4 separate regions of the Sus scrofa genome follow, and regions 2, 3 and 4 are each linked to region 1. Evidence: chromatin contacts called from public Hi-C and HiChIP or PLAC-seq data. All regions are on one chromosome and are shown on one strand. Each heading gives the region's core, a stretch centred on a gene start, on an enhancer-like site or on the middle of the called end of the contact. The rest is flanking DNA. Distances are from core to core; before and after follow the strand shown.

What was found. Hi-C and Micro-C count contacts between places; a contact is called where the count stands out from the background. HiChIP or PLAC-seq counts read pairs in DNA pulled down with a chosen protein or histone mark.
Region 2: a contact with region 1 is called in a Hi-C map of liver, with 2.3 times the contacts expected there. The contact joins the promoter of TTC36 here to the promoter of TRAPPC4 in region 1. A contact is called at or near these places in 1 of 5 promoter capture datasets (liver) and 1 of 47 Hi-C or Micro-C datasets (liver).
Region 3: an H3K27ac HiChIP or PLAC-seq map of alveolar macrophages shows a contact between it and region 1. The contact joins the promoter of IFT46 here to the promoter of TRAPPC4 in region 1. A contact is called at or near these places in 1 of 5 promoter capture datasets (liver) and 2 of 2 datasets of contacts at active chromatin or transcription factors (alveolar macrophages and skeletal muscle).
Region 4: an H3K27ac HiChIP or PLAC-seq map of alveolar macrophages shows a contact between it and region 1. The contact joins the promoter of PHLDB1 here to the promoter of TRAPPC4 in region 1. A contact is called at or near these places in 1 of 5 promoter capture datasets (liver), 1 of 47 Hi-C or Micro-C datasets (liver) and 2 of 2 datasets of contacts at active chromatin or transcription factors (alveolar macrophages and skeletal muscle).

Annotation. Positions count from the first base shown.
Region 1 is chr9:46,240,560-46,243,901 of Sscrofa11.1, reverse strand. It overlaps TRAPPC4 (trafficking protein particle complex subunit 4), which reads right to left and starts at 1,706. Exons shown (of 5, transcript XM_003129918.4): 1 at 1,199-1,706; 2 at 861-1,035. The coding sequence starts at 1,373. RPS25 (40S ribosomal protein S25) reads left to right here and starts at 1,728. Exons shown (of 5, transcript XM_003129920.3): 1 at 1,728-1,869; 2 at 2,101-2,196; 3 at 2,685-2,868. The coding sequence starts at 1,867.
Region 2 is chr9:45,827,478-45,830,819 of Sscrofa11.1, reverse strand. It overlaps TTC36 (tetratricopeptide repeat protein 36), which reads right to left and starts at 1,806. Exons shown (of 10, transcript XM_021062923.1): 1 at 1,472-1,806; 2 at 279-467. The coding sequence starts at 1,586. KMT2A (histone-lysine N-methyltransferase 2A) reads right to left here. Exons shown (of 37, transcript XM_021062912.1): 37 at 2,261-3,342.
Region 3 is chr9:45,860,112-45,863,453 of Sscrofa11.1, reverse strand. IFT46 (intraflagellar transport protein 46 homolog) reads left to right here and starts at 1,536. Exons shown (of 12, transcript XM_003357317.4): 1 at 1,536-1,760; 2 at 2,415-2,511.
Region 4 is chr9:45,900,422-45,903,763 of Sscrofa11.1, reverse strand. It overlaps PHLDB1 (pleckstrin homology-like domain family B member 1), which reads right to left and starts at 1,665. Exons shown (of 26, transcript XM_021062931.1): 1 at 1,401-1,665.

The sequences.
Region 1 (3,342 bases), core at 457-2,956:
GGTATCAAAATTTCTTAAAAATTCATTTGAATTCTGCACGTTTTACATTTGTACTTTGCTACAAAACATTTACAGTGAAAAATTTTGAGGAATTCCCTGGTGGCTGAGCAGTTAAAGATCTGGCATTGTTACTGCTGTGGATCTGGTTGCAGTCATCACTCGAGTTCAATCTCTGGCCCAGAAATTTCTGCATGCCGCCAGTGCCACCAGAAAAGAAGAAAAAACTGGGTAAAAGTAAGTCTGGGAATATGTCCCATTGTTTACTCACGCTGTGGCTAACACCAGAGTTGACAGCTAGAAAAGACCTTAAAGATCATTTAGTTCAACTGCCTTTCTTTTTTCTTTTTTTGCTTTTTAGGGCCGCAGCCCAGGCATATGGAAGTTCCCAAGCTACAGGTTGAATCGGAGCTACAGCTGCCGGCCTATGGCCTAGGCCACAGCCACAGGAACGCAGGATCTGAGTCACATCTGCCGCCTACACCACAGCTCAACGCCAGATGCTTAACCCTCTAGAGGCCAGGGATCGAGCCTGCAATCTCATGGTTACTAGTCGGATACGTTCCCGCTGCACCACAACAGGAACTCCCTCAACTGCCTTGCTTGAAAGATGAGGAAACAAAGACTCAGAAAGGAGAAGCTGACTTATGCAAAATCATACACCACTACCAGTATTACTTAAAGCCTAGATATATTGGATCAGTTCTTTTCATTAACACAAGAACTGACGATTTAGAAGTAGGGACGTAGGGAAAGGTAAGCACACCGCTCAGTAGTCTCTGAGCGCAGAACCACAATAATTCAGCCAGTCTATGAGCCGAGTGCAGACGGATGGAAGCTAGCAAGGGCTGGGGGTAACTTACGAGTGGAACATGGAGGCCAGCATGAGCTTCTCATTTGAGGTGAGGCGAGGCCGGCCGAATCGAATGGACACCGGGTAGTTAGCAGGGTTGCCCAGGTACTCCAGCACCTCTTTCCCATCGGCCGTATATTTACCATTCACGTCCACACCATTGATGGCCAGCACTGCGTGGCCCACTGCAGAGGCGAGGCTAAGTGTCAACAACGCCTCAGCCTGAAGATCCCTCCGGGGGGACAAGGGACCTGGCCCCAACTCTTCGCCCCCTCCACTTCCAACACAGAGACACCAGCCCACTCTTGCAGCACCGGGCCCCGCCCCCCGGGCCCGAGCCTAACCCACCCCGGATGCCGTCGCGCTGGCCGAAGGCAACCAGTACACGCTCGTCGTGCAGCTTGAGCAGCAGATCAAGAGGGTAGCTAAACGTTTTCTCAGCCTCGGCCCGTGGCGTGTAGCTGTCCAACTGGTAAATCAGGCCGCCAGCTTTGTTCACCACATACACACTGAAAATCGCCATTGCTGCCGCAGCGACTGCGGAACTGGGATTCGGCCTCCTCCTCCCAGCCCCGCCCCGGAACCGCAGCACGCGACACGCCCCTGGCCTCTGTTCCCCCTCCCGGTTGCAGCGTGCGGCTCGCTGCAGCGCTTGCGCACTGGGGCAACGCTTGGGTGTCAGTAACGGCGGAGATAGTTGCTGGACCTAGGAAATTGTTTTCCATCCCCTTTTCCTGGCCTTTAGTGCCCGGAAGTAGCAACGCGTCACTGCCTCACGCGTAGCGGCAGAGCCTAACGAGAGCGCGCGGCTGTGGAGCGGACACCTATATCGCTCAGGCTACTTCCGGTCCTGAGTGTCAGCTGCTCCCCGGGACTTCCTCCGCGTGGCTCCGCCCTTTGCCCCGGAAGCGCTCGCTGCGGACAGGGGTTTCTGGGCCTCTTCGCAAGCCGTGCTTCCTTTCTGTCCGACATCTTAGCGAGGAGGCACTACTGGTAGCTGCTCTCCCGGCTTCGCTATGGTGAGCCCAAGGAGAAGCCGTGTGGTTCTGGGAGCGGAAGGTGTCGGCGCACGGTTGACGCGGCATCGGAGGAGGGCTCCAAGAATTTCTTGCCGCGTCTCAAGGCGGGAGGGCTGTTAACCTTCCCCCATGTGCTCCGGCTGTGGGGTCTGGGCGGGGTGGAGAGCACAGGAGTAGGAGTAGCATGAGGCTGCCTTAAGAACTGGTTGTGTTCCCGCTTTTCTTCTACAGCCGCCCAAGGACGACAAGAAGAAGAAAGATGCCGGAAAGTCGGCCAAGAAAGACAAAGACCCAGTGAACAAATCTGGGGGCAAGGCCAAAAAGAAGGTAGGATGTGCCCCTCCTTGAACACTGAGGGAGACTGGGAGCGCCCATCTCCTCTTGGTGTACTAATAAGTGATATGTGGCAAGTGGCTTGTGAGGTCGTGGAACAAGTGTGTATGGAGATTTTTATTCCTATATCTAGCATCTAATGTTATTTTAATCAGACTCGTGGGGCTCAGCTGGTAGCGGAAAGTTTCCAAGATAATGGTCCCCACCCACCTCCAAAACATAATGTACCTTTGGTGTGCTTAACGGTAACCAGGTCTTTTTTATTTTGAATCCTGATTTTGTAATATTTGAATATTAATTTGAGAGTTTCTGCAAGTGCTGCGGTAGATTTCTGCAGGCCGAGGAATAAAAAGCTGTCCTTTCAGTATAGCCCTACAACTGTGTCAGATTTCTCTGACACAGGTTGTTCGGGAGGAGGGAAAGACCAATTGACTGGTTCTTTGATGAGCACTGACTTTTTCCTTTTTTTTTTTTGTGAGCAGAAGTGGTCCAAAGGCAAAGTTCGGGACAAGCTTAATAACCTAGTCTTGTTTGACAAAGCGACATATGACAAACTCTGTAAAGAAGTTCCCAACTATAAGCTTATAACTCCAGCTGTTGTCTCTGAGAGACTGAAGATTCGTGGTTCTCTGGCCAGGGCAGCCCTTCAGGAACTCCTGAGCAAAGGTGAGAGTGTTGCGTTGTATTGGTGTGTATGCTCTTGCACCTTAAATTGGCTTGACCTGTTCTTTTAAATGCAAGAGGTGCAGGCAGACCGGTGATTGTGTAAAGCAGGGTTCTTAGCCATTTTTGTGCCATAGACACCTGTGGCAGTTTGGTGAAGCTTTGGGATCATTTCTGTTTTCAGGTGAGTAAAACACATAGGATTACAGAGGAAGCAGTTATACTGAAAGAAGGCTATTAAAATATTTTAAAACTTTTATGGTAAAATGTTTAAATTGAGTGGTGAGTCTAATTACTGTAATTTTATATTAGCATAAATGAGTACATAAATATTTTAAGCTGGAATTCCTCTTGTAGCTCATTGGGTTAAGAACCCTACTAGTATCCATGAGGATGCAGGTCAATCCCTGGCTTCACTCGATTGAAGGATCCGGTGTTACCGCAAGTCGTGAGGGTGGAAGATGTGGCTCTGATTTG
Region 2 (3,342 bases), core at 557-3,056, 410 kb after region 1:
GCTATAAGCAGCATATTCCTCAGCACCTAGCCCACAGCTGCAATACTAGGCTCTCATTAAATGTTTCTTAAATAAATAAATGGAATGCAGTCTCTCAATAGTTCACAAAATCCCTAAGAGCTTAGCAGGGCCTGTGGTATATCTCCTAAAGGTAGGAATGTATGTTCCAGAAGGGCCTAGTGACTTCCCATGCCCTGTGTCCAAGCCCCACGGCCATGACATCTCTGGCCTGTGCCCTCCAGGGTCCCTTCTTCACAGGCCTCAGGGACTCTCCTCACCTGCCACATCTCCCTGGAGTCGCCGGGCCTGGGCTCGGTTGTTGTAGGCTGAAGCCCTCTCAGGCAGTAGGTTGATGGCTTGACCAAACCTCTCCAGGGCTGTACTGAGGTCACCAGCTTCTGCTGCTATCACCCCCTGCAGCTCCAGGGCCTTGGACTGCTCCAGCTGTGCTCGAGGGAAAACTCCATCTGTACCAGGGAGGGAACCAGGAGGGGACGGGTGTGCAGTTGGGAGCAAGAAGCAAAAGCCAGCTCAGGCTTTGGAAACCTGGGATGCAAGCCAGGGCTGACTGGGCTGGGCTGGAAGTCACAGCAGGAGTCAGAAGCAGTGTTCAGGGCAGGGCAAACTGAGGTCACCAAGGCTAAGAGTTAGCACTGCTTAATTCCCAAGGGTCCTGGGAGAGGGGCCTTGGTTGTCTCCCCGTTGCCAAGAGAATGAAACCCAAACTCCTTATCCTGTAGCTCAAGGTTACACAGCCAGCAAGTTGCACAGCTTGGATTTTAACCCAGGTCTTTCTGGCTCCTTGGTCTGTCCCCATTTTGCACTTGCTCCACTGCTTCCAACAGGAAGGCCACCTGACATACCCGGATCACAAAAACCACGATCCACTTCCCGTGTTTCCCTTAGCTTTTCAGCCTGAAGTCAGAAAGGCCTAGGTTTCAGTTCTTTAGAAACAAAGGGCCTCAAACGCTCCTGATGAGGACAGCAGTTCCCCTAAGGGACTGGCAGAAAAGCCTGTGAGCGCACTCTGGCAGGATTAGCTTGGCGTGTAAGAGTGTGTGACACTGAATGCTTGCTTAGTTTGGAGGCATTTAGCTGAGCCGCCCCTGCCCTGTGTCTGCCTCCTGTGCTGTTTTAGGGTGATGTACTCTCTATGACAAGGACGTGGGAGCTTCACATTCGCCGCCCCCCCCCTACCACGCTGGCACAGTTAAGCTTGGATCATGGGGGTGAACTGAGTGCTAAGTTCAGAGGTGTGGGGTTGAGGGAAAACCCTGGCTTCTTCCTCTTGGGACGGTGACTCTGGCCAAGCCCCCACCGGTGCACTGAGTCTCGGCCAACCTCCGATTCCAATCACAATTATCATCAGAGGGGCACGGAACAAGGGGTCTTGTAAGACCGCCTTTCTCTGTCACTTCAGTGAAGCAGGCCAGCCTGTGTGCAGAGTTATCCTCCCAGGCTAAATACTCACCTTCATCTACTTCCTTCTGTGCTTCCTGTCCTGGGTCCAATCCAATGATGTCTCCAAATGGGGAGTCCGGGTTGAAGATGGCCTGCAACACCGCCTGGTCATTCGGAGTCCCCATGGTGCGCAACTCCCAAATCTGCAAAGGTGGCTCACAATGAGAGGGTGGAAGGGGTGAGGGCCGAGCTTCTTATCAGCTGATCTGGAGGGAGGAGGTCTGTTTGAGGACCATCCCCCTTGAGGAGGAGCGTAAACTGGCTGGGGTGTAAACTCAACCCCTTTTAGCCTGGGGCTAGTGACCTGGCTTGGTAGAGTATTTACAAATATTTCTCAACTGCTTCCCTGCCCCCACCCCAGTCCTAGGGATAAAACAGAGTAAATAAATCCAATTTCAGCTTCAAGGTGGAACAGAGCAGAGAGAGGGTGCTGTCCAGGTTCTCCCTGAAATGCCTTCATTTTATTATATTCATGGATTGGGAGAAAACTGTTATAAGCCAACGCGTGACTGCCCAAGGATGAAGACGGGGTATATGAAGTAAGGGAACGCCTCCTTTGTCCTCTTGGCCCCTTGCTCATATCCAGAGTTAACTAGGTCCTGAATATGCATCACTGATGAGTAAGGGAAGAAAATACACCTAGGAGAGGGGCGTCTGGAGGCAGGCGGTGGGGAAGGATTGCATGATTCCACCTTAAGAGAAAGGACTGTGGAAGGGACTTTGTCATCAGGTCACAGCCATGACCCTCCCATTTCTCCACCCCAGCCAAGCCAAAAGAAAGTTCAACCATGTGCAGCAATAAACTTGACATGTTTATTAATTAAACTATCACTTAAATAAAAAAAAGTGCATAGAAAATAAACATGTTTAAAAACTCCTTTTTTTTTTTACAACTATGTACACTTTTTACTTTTACATTCAGTCTTTCGTAGAGAGCTTTCAGCATTATTATTTTTTGAACTATTAAAGTATTTTCCTTCATCCCTGTCACAGGGAGTTAACACTGATGGACTTTAGACACATTTTTTTCCTTTTTTTTTTTTTTTTTTTTTTTTTCTCTTTTTCTCTAACCAGAAGCTTGGAAGAACACAAGGGAAAAAAAAAAAAAAAAAAAAAAAAACCCAAAAGATCTGTTATACATGATAAAGTTGTCAAGAAATGTCTTATTTCTAGAAAAGAAGCTTGTCATCTGTTGAGCTTTTGAAACAATTATTCAACTACCTGTATTTACTAAAGAGACTGTTAAAAGTTCAATAAAAGAAACACCACAAGTCTATTTTCTTGGTTGAAAGACAGAACTAGAGTACCTCGGAACAAGATACCAGGAAAGCACAGAACACAATTTTCCCCTAAATGCAGGTGGTTACCCCAACATTCATAACCAAAAATAAACAAGGAGTACAGGTACTGACTGGCAACATTCACAGGCAGAAAAAATCCAGGTGACACCGTTTCTGCATTTCTCTCTGATCCTGGGAATGGACTGTTCTGCCATCCCCTTAAGGTTTGGGTTGCCCCCCCCACTTTGGGGGCTCAGAGGAGCGCCAGACTGACGTTTTCCTGCCACTACTAGCAACTGTAACACAATCCTTATCTATAGTGTTAAGAGAATTAAAAGCCATGGACTGAACTAGGCTTTGTTACATGGTGCATTACTATATTAGTTCCTATATATATCATATTTATATTTATTTGAAAACCAAAACAAAAAAGTTGCAAGTTTTCAGAGTGTGAGACTTGACTGGTATTCATGATTCGGCACAAAACCATCTGCTCAATAACCTTGTATTGCTTTAAAATGAAGGAAATGAAACATAAAATTACACCCAGCCCTTTGCTATGACCCGCTTTTCCTTTAAAAAAAAAAGAAAAAAAAAAAAA
Region 3 (3,342 bases), core at 287-2,786, 380 kb after region 1:
GGGACTAGGATCCATGAGGATTTGGTTCCATCCCTGGCCTGATGCAGTGGGTTAAGAATCCAACATTGCCTGAGCTGCAGTGTAGGTGACAGACACAGCTTGGATCTGGCATTGCTGGTGGCTGTGGCAGCAACTGCAGCTCTGATTTGACCCCTAGCCTGGGAACTTACATATGCCACGGGTGCAACCATAAAAAGACAAAAACAAAACGATAGATGGCCAATAAGCACATAAAAATATGCTCAATATCTTTAGTCCTTAGGGAATTGCAAATCAAAGCTTGCTAGGATGGCTATAATAATAAGAGTTGGTGAGAATGTGGAGAAATTAGAACTCTCATACACTGCTGGCGGGAACCTGAAGTAGTTTAATTGTTTGGGGAAAGCTTGGCAGCTCCTCAAAAAGCTAAGCATGGGGTTACCATGTGACCCAGCAATTCACTCCTATGTATGCGCCCAAGAGAGTTAAAACCACACACCCATACACAACCTTGAACACTAATGTTCATAGAAACATTGTTCATAATAGCCAAAAAGTGGAAACGATCCAAGTGTCCCTCAGTACTCGAATGAATAACAAAATGTGGTATATTTAGAGTTCCCACCGGCAAAGCGGAAACGAATCCGACTAGGAACAATGAGGTTTCGGGTTCAATCCCTGGCCTCACTCAGTGGGTTAAGGATCCGGGGTTGCCATGAGCTATGGTGTGGGTTGTAGACGCGGCTGGGATCTGGCATTGCTGTGGCTCTGGCATAGGCCGGCAGCTACAGCTCCGATTAGACCCCTAGCCTGGGAACCTCCATATGCCGTGGAGGAAGCTCTAAAAAGACAAAAAAAAAAAAAAAAAAAAAAGGTAGTATATCTAAACAATGGAATATTAGTCACAAAAAGGAATTAAATTCTGATACATGATACAACATGGATGAACCTTGAAAATACTATGTTAAGTGAAAGATGCCACTCACAAAAGACCGTATCTTCTATGACTCCATTTATGTAAAATATCCAGAACAGATAAATCCATACAGAGAAAGAATGGCCGGCAGCTACAGCTCTGATTTGACCCCCAGCTTGGGATTTTCCATAGGTCGCAGGTGCAGCCCTAAAAAAAATTAAAATTAAAAAATTAAAAAAGCGGGAGAATGTGTTAAATTTGAATCACAGGTAAATAATAATTTGTTAATACTATAAATATGTCCCATGCTATGGACACAGTGGAGGGGAAAGACTATAATGTAATAAAAATGCTATAAAAGTAGTACAGAATGTCAGGAATTGAGGCAACCCCTGAGTTTGCCTAAAGGCTGAGTGGTCTGACTTAATAGGAACTCATACCTACTGATCCTTTCCCTGGGTAAAAAATGCAGACCGTGTTTCGGGATCTAGAGCTTAACTCTCTACCAACCGGAATTCATCTGATTTGCTGCCTGCAGCCGCTAGATGCCACCACAGACACATCTGTTGAAATCTAAACAATCACGATGTGAGCTCCTCTTTTTCTGCTTGGCTCCTTAGCTGGGGAGAAACATAATGCGCGAGTTGAGCTCTCACGAGAGTTAAAGGAAGTCTCGCGATTTTTCTGTTTCTTTCTTCGCTCTTTTTATTTATTTATTTATTGTTTGTTTGCTTAGCTACTGACAACACGCCAGTTGCTCCCCTTCTTTCCAAGTAAAAGTGGCCTGGCCTGAGATTAGGGTGAGACCCCAGCCCTAGGCTGGGGTTCCTTCCAGATAGAAGAGACGGATTCGGAGGGGCTACAGGTAATTCGTACTCACCCTAACAGAGAACGCTTCCTCTCTCCCAAGAGGAATAGAAAGGACTCCTTTTCTGTCCTCGCAACCCCTCTCCACTTCTTTCCGTTTTCTTACCCACTATACTTTCTCCCTTCCCTTCACGCCATCACCGACCATTCTGCTTGCCTTACTCCCCACGAAACGTAAGGGGCATCCGAACTACAAGACGAGACCAAGGGGGGTGGGGTGGTCATGGTATAGATGAGGGTGATGCTTTTGGACCAAGAGACTAGAGTTTAACCTCTCTTAGAGGAACAGCCCCCGCCCTGGTGACTCTAGAAACAGAATTGTTTCTAGAACCTCTACAGCTAAGAAATCCCAGCAGCCTTGGGAAACTGACCGAACCTGAGGCTCACTTGAGCCGTTCTCTACAAAAGAGCTTTGGGGAAGGTGATGCAGAAGTTGGCTGTTGTTTCGCTCCAGGATTTCTTCGTTCTCCGGTCAGCCTGCCAGCAGTTCCTAAATAAGGGCTGCAGCAGAATGACTTAACTGCTTGAACTGGGGTGAGGGTTTCATGTAAAACTGGTGTCTCGGAACCATTGCTGGTTTGGAGTCCAGCTCCCCACAGAGTGCTTACTGTCCCGTGATAGGAGCTGTGTAATCATGTTTCCTTTTACTTAGACCAAGATTATAGAAAACCAGACATATGATGAGCGTCTAGAGATTAACGACTCGGAAGAGGTTGCAAGTATTTATACTCCTCCCTCAAGACACAAAGGTAAGAAATAAATGAAGAGAAAAGAAGACAGACGGTTCTCAGAGCAAAGAGCAGGATGGACTCATGATTGTTTCCAATAATTTTTTAGTTTATAATAGCAAATGTTGACTTTCAGAGTCAAGTTATTTGTTGTCGCTTCTGTTTTCTAACTACTTAAGGAGGGAGAAAACACCGCCACCCACATTGCAGGATCTTCCTTCAATCTGACCAGTTTCCCATCATCATTTATTTCGTGATACTCTTTACCCATAATCTGCCAGGGGTTCATGTTTGTTTATTTAATTTATCAAAAGTCTTGGAGTTCCCGTCGTGGCGCAGTGGTTAACGAATCCGACTAGGAACCATGAGGTTGCGGGTTCGGTCCCTGCCCTTGCTCAGTGGGTTAACGATCCGGCATTGCCGTGAGCTGTGGTGTAGGTTGCAGACGCAGCTTGGATCCAGCGTTGCTATGGCTCTGGTGTAGGCCGGTGGCCACAGCTCCGATTCGACCCCTAGCCTGGGAACCTCCATATGCTGCGGGAGCGGCCTAAAGAAATAGCAAAAAGACAAAAAAAAAAAAAAAAAAAGTCTTTTGCTCAGTTTTGAAGATGCTTCAGTAACCTGCGCTTAACCTGCAATGCCAATTAAAATCTCAACGGAATATTTTTAGAGGACTTCACACCATCATTTATTCAACAAACATTTTTTGAATGCCTGCTGTCAGCCTTATGCTTCGCACTAGGTATGCTGTATTAAAAGAGACATTAACCCTGTCATCCTGATGCTTGTGATTACGGGAGACAGACGCCAAATAAATAAAGAGACAAAATTACAGATGCATTAAGTGCATGA
Region 4 (3,342 bases), core at 416-2,915, 340 kb after region 1:
CCGCCCTGCGCTGCCCTCCCTGGGGCCGCCAGGTGGGACAAGGCCGCAGTGTTGGGCCGCCTGCCGGGCCGCCCCGCCCGCCGCTGACGCTGGACAAGCGGCCTTTCTTTGGCCTGGCGGGGAGAAGGGGCCGCTTGTTTGCTCGGCGGGGGAAAGGGGCGGCCCCCAGACACCGCCGGCTCCTCGCGGGCAGCTTGGGGGGGGGGGCGCTTGTGTAGCATTTGTGTGTGTGAGGGGAGGTGCGTGTTTGAAGGGAGCGCGTGTGTAAGAAGCTGCATGCGTGAGGACTGAGTATGTGATGGGTGTGAGCCGTGGGGGCTGCGTGTCAGGGAGTGCGTGTGCGCGGGGAAGGGTGTGTGCGCGGGGAAGGGCGTGAGCGCGGGACGCCGCAAGTGTGAATGTGGACCTCCTGAGAGTGCTTGGCGTGTGTGTAGAGTGTGTAGAGGTCTAGGAATGTTTGGGTCCCACACGTGTAACTGCAGAGAGAGACAGGGGTGTCGGCGTGGCTTGTGTAGTGGGAAGGGTGAGTGGGTGGTGCCTGGTGGGGCACCGAGGGTGTCTGCTCGTGGGATGCCTGACGTGGTGGGGAGTTTTGTTTGTGTGTGACCGGTCCGATGAGTCAGCCCTCCGGGAGGCTTCGGGACCGCTGAGCTAACGGGCCCAGAATGCAGCCCCGCCCCGGCGCCCTGGGTCCCCCGCCGGGCGGCGCGCTCTCCCGGCCCAGCCGCCGCTCGCGCCAGCCTGGGCGGAAGAGTCAGCGAGCGCCTCGGCAACCCCGCGGCCCCTCCCGGGCCCCCTCCCGCCCGCGCTTCCCAGTCCCAGAGGAGCCCGGATGACCTGGCTCAGCCTCGGCCCGGGGAACTCCGCAAGGGATTCGAATCCAGACCAAGCGGGAACTCACTGACCCCACAGCCCTCTCCAGCCTCCAGGACCCCTAAAGATGCGGGTCCTCCGAGGAGGGCCCGGGAGGCCCCAGATGTGCCACCTATCTACTGATACTCCCACGAGTCGCTCCCGGATACTACTGCCTCCGAGCCCTACTTAACATCCCTTTCCCATCCCTAAAGGAGGCCCGGCTCGGGACAGAAGCAGAGATGCCCCAGGGGACCCCCTCGCTCCTGGTGCAGTGCTCTTAGTCCTTCTATCAGCGGAAGAGCAGAGGTGTGGGGGGCAGGCGGACGAGTCCCAGGAGTATCGCCGGGCTGCCTGGGTTCCCGCAGGAGACTCTGAAGGGACAGGGTCCTCGTTCTTCCAGAGTGGGATAGGGGGTGAGGGGTGGAGCGCGAGGGCCCCCTCTGGCGGCGGCGCGGGCAGCGGCTCAGGAGGGCAAGAGTAAGGAGTTCCCAGGAAAGCAACGAAGCCCATTCTGCAGAAAAACCTTGGCGCTCCCATGCACTCACCTGAGGCACCCCCTCCTCCTCTAAGGGTTTCTTCCGGGCTCTCCAGCCCAAAGCTGATCTGAGGGCTGTCGCCAGGCCCCTGGGATTTCCTCCTGTCCTGTCCCAGCAGTGCAGCTAGCAGGACTCGCAGGCTCAGTGAGAGGGAACGTTCTTACCTCGGCGGGAGAGGGGGACACCGGTTCCTTAGCCCGGCTCAGCCTCTGAGGCCTCAGGCTCCGGAGAACACTCTTGCTTTTCCCTGGGAGCCCAGAAAGTAGGAGGAGAGCGAGCGGGTCCCGCCTCCCCATTCCCCACCCCACCCCCACCCCCACCCCCCGCTAGTCCCCGCCCCCGTCCCCCGTCCCGTCCGCCCGGCCAGCCTGAGGAGACGCCCTTGTGGGACCGGAGCCCAAGGTCCCCCCCACCCACCCTTTCCCAGAGCAGCACCTCCCCCCCCCCGCCCCCGCCTGCACAGCGCCCGCTTTGTTCATCTCTGCAGCTGGGCTCTCGGCTACCACCACCACCGTATACACCCCCCATCCCCACTCACTTTCCGGGTCCGACTCTCTTAGACCACCCTCCAGCCTAGGCTTTAAGGTGCTTCTGAGGATTGACAGTTTCTCTCTACTTCCGCCCCCCCCCCCCCGCCCCGAACTTTAGATGTCTAAACCCTCCATCAGCTCCCAGTGAACCTCATAGTCCCAGCCCTCCAACACACTCTCAATATTTCCAAATACCTTCAGGGGATATCCAGGTTTGGCCTCTGTCGCTCCTGCTCATCCTACCACCATGACAGCTTATGGGGTTGATAACCCTGCATATACGGTGGCACAGATATTTTCAAGGATAGGTACAAGAAGGCGTGTTAAAGTGCCATGCAAACTGTAAAGAACAGGAAAGCTGAATGGAAGTGTCATCCTGGCCCCTTGTTAGCTCCACCCCCACCACAACCTGCAGGATTATAACTGGAAGGCAAACGATAGATTTATAGTTGAGCACACCATCCTATAGCAGTTTGGATCTCTGTTGGACTGAGAAGTTAATAAGGAAAAAGAGGAGGGACTAAAAACCTAAGAGAAACCTAGACACTGAGCCTGGCTGAAAGTCATGCTCCTTTTCAACCCCCACCCGAAATCCAACGCTGATAGTGGATCCTTACCTTGCAAAGCCAGCTCTTGCCTCAAGAGACTGGGGAGGCCCCAGGGAACTGAACTCAGCTAGACTGGATTCCTTTAACTTTCATTAGAGGGACCTCTGAGACTGACTCTTCCTCCCTGAAGGAGAAGGCAGAAAGTCCCCAAGCCCCAAGGAGAAAGCAGAAAGCCCCCAATTCCAGGGGGGGAGAATAGCAGAAAATCAGGGACAAGTCTTGTTCTGATTCAGTGACTTTAGTGTGTACCCTCTCTCCCTACCTAACTCAGGAACGACAGGAGGTTGAACTTCAGGAATCTCTGGTCACTCATTGACAGGGCCAGCATTAGCAGGGGGCCCCCCACAGCAGGAGGCAGGAGATGACTGGAGCCAGGCAATGGACAAAAAGGGGGAGGGGGAGGGAAGCTCTTTGCAGCTACCTGCTATAGCTAACAGAGGTCGAACTATCAGGCTACAGCATGTACCGGAAAGCCCCAAGATTTGGCCAGGGGTGGGGAGCAATGTTGAGAGTGGAAGCCTCTTATTCTTTTTTCATACTGGTTGAGGCTCATAAAAGTACTTTTATTCTAGCCATCTTTCATGAGGCAGATCATAAAAGTAATTTTCAGGCTATTCTGCTTAAAAAAAAAAAATTAAGAAAGAAAAGGCAAAAAAACAAAACCCAACTGTTGTATCCTATGTGCCAAGACCCAGCATTTGAGGGAAGGGGCTCAGATTGGGGTACCCCAGAGATTTCACATAACTGTTTCACAACTCCAGCTCTTCTTTACCGTCTTGGTCAGGAGGAATTTCAGGGAATAATCAAGCCTGC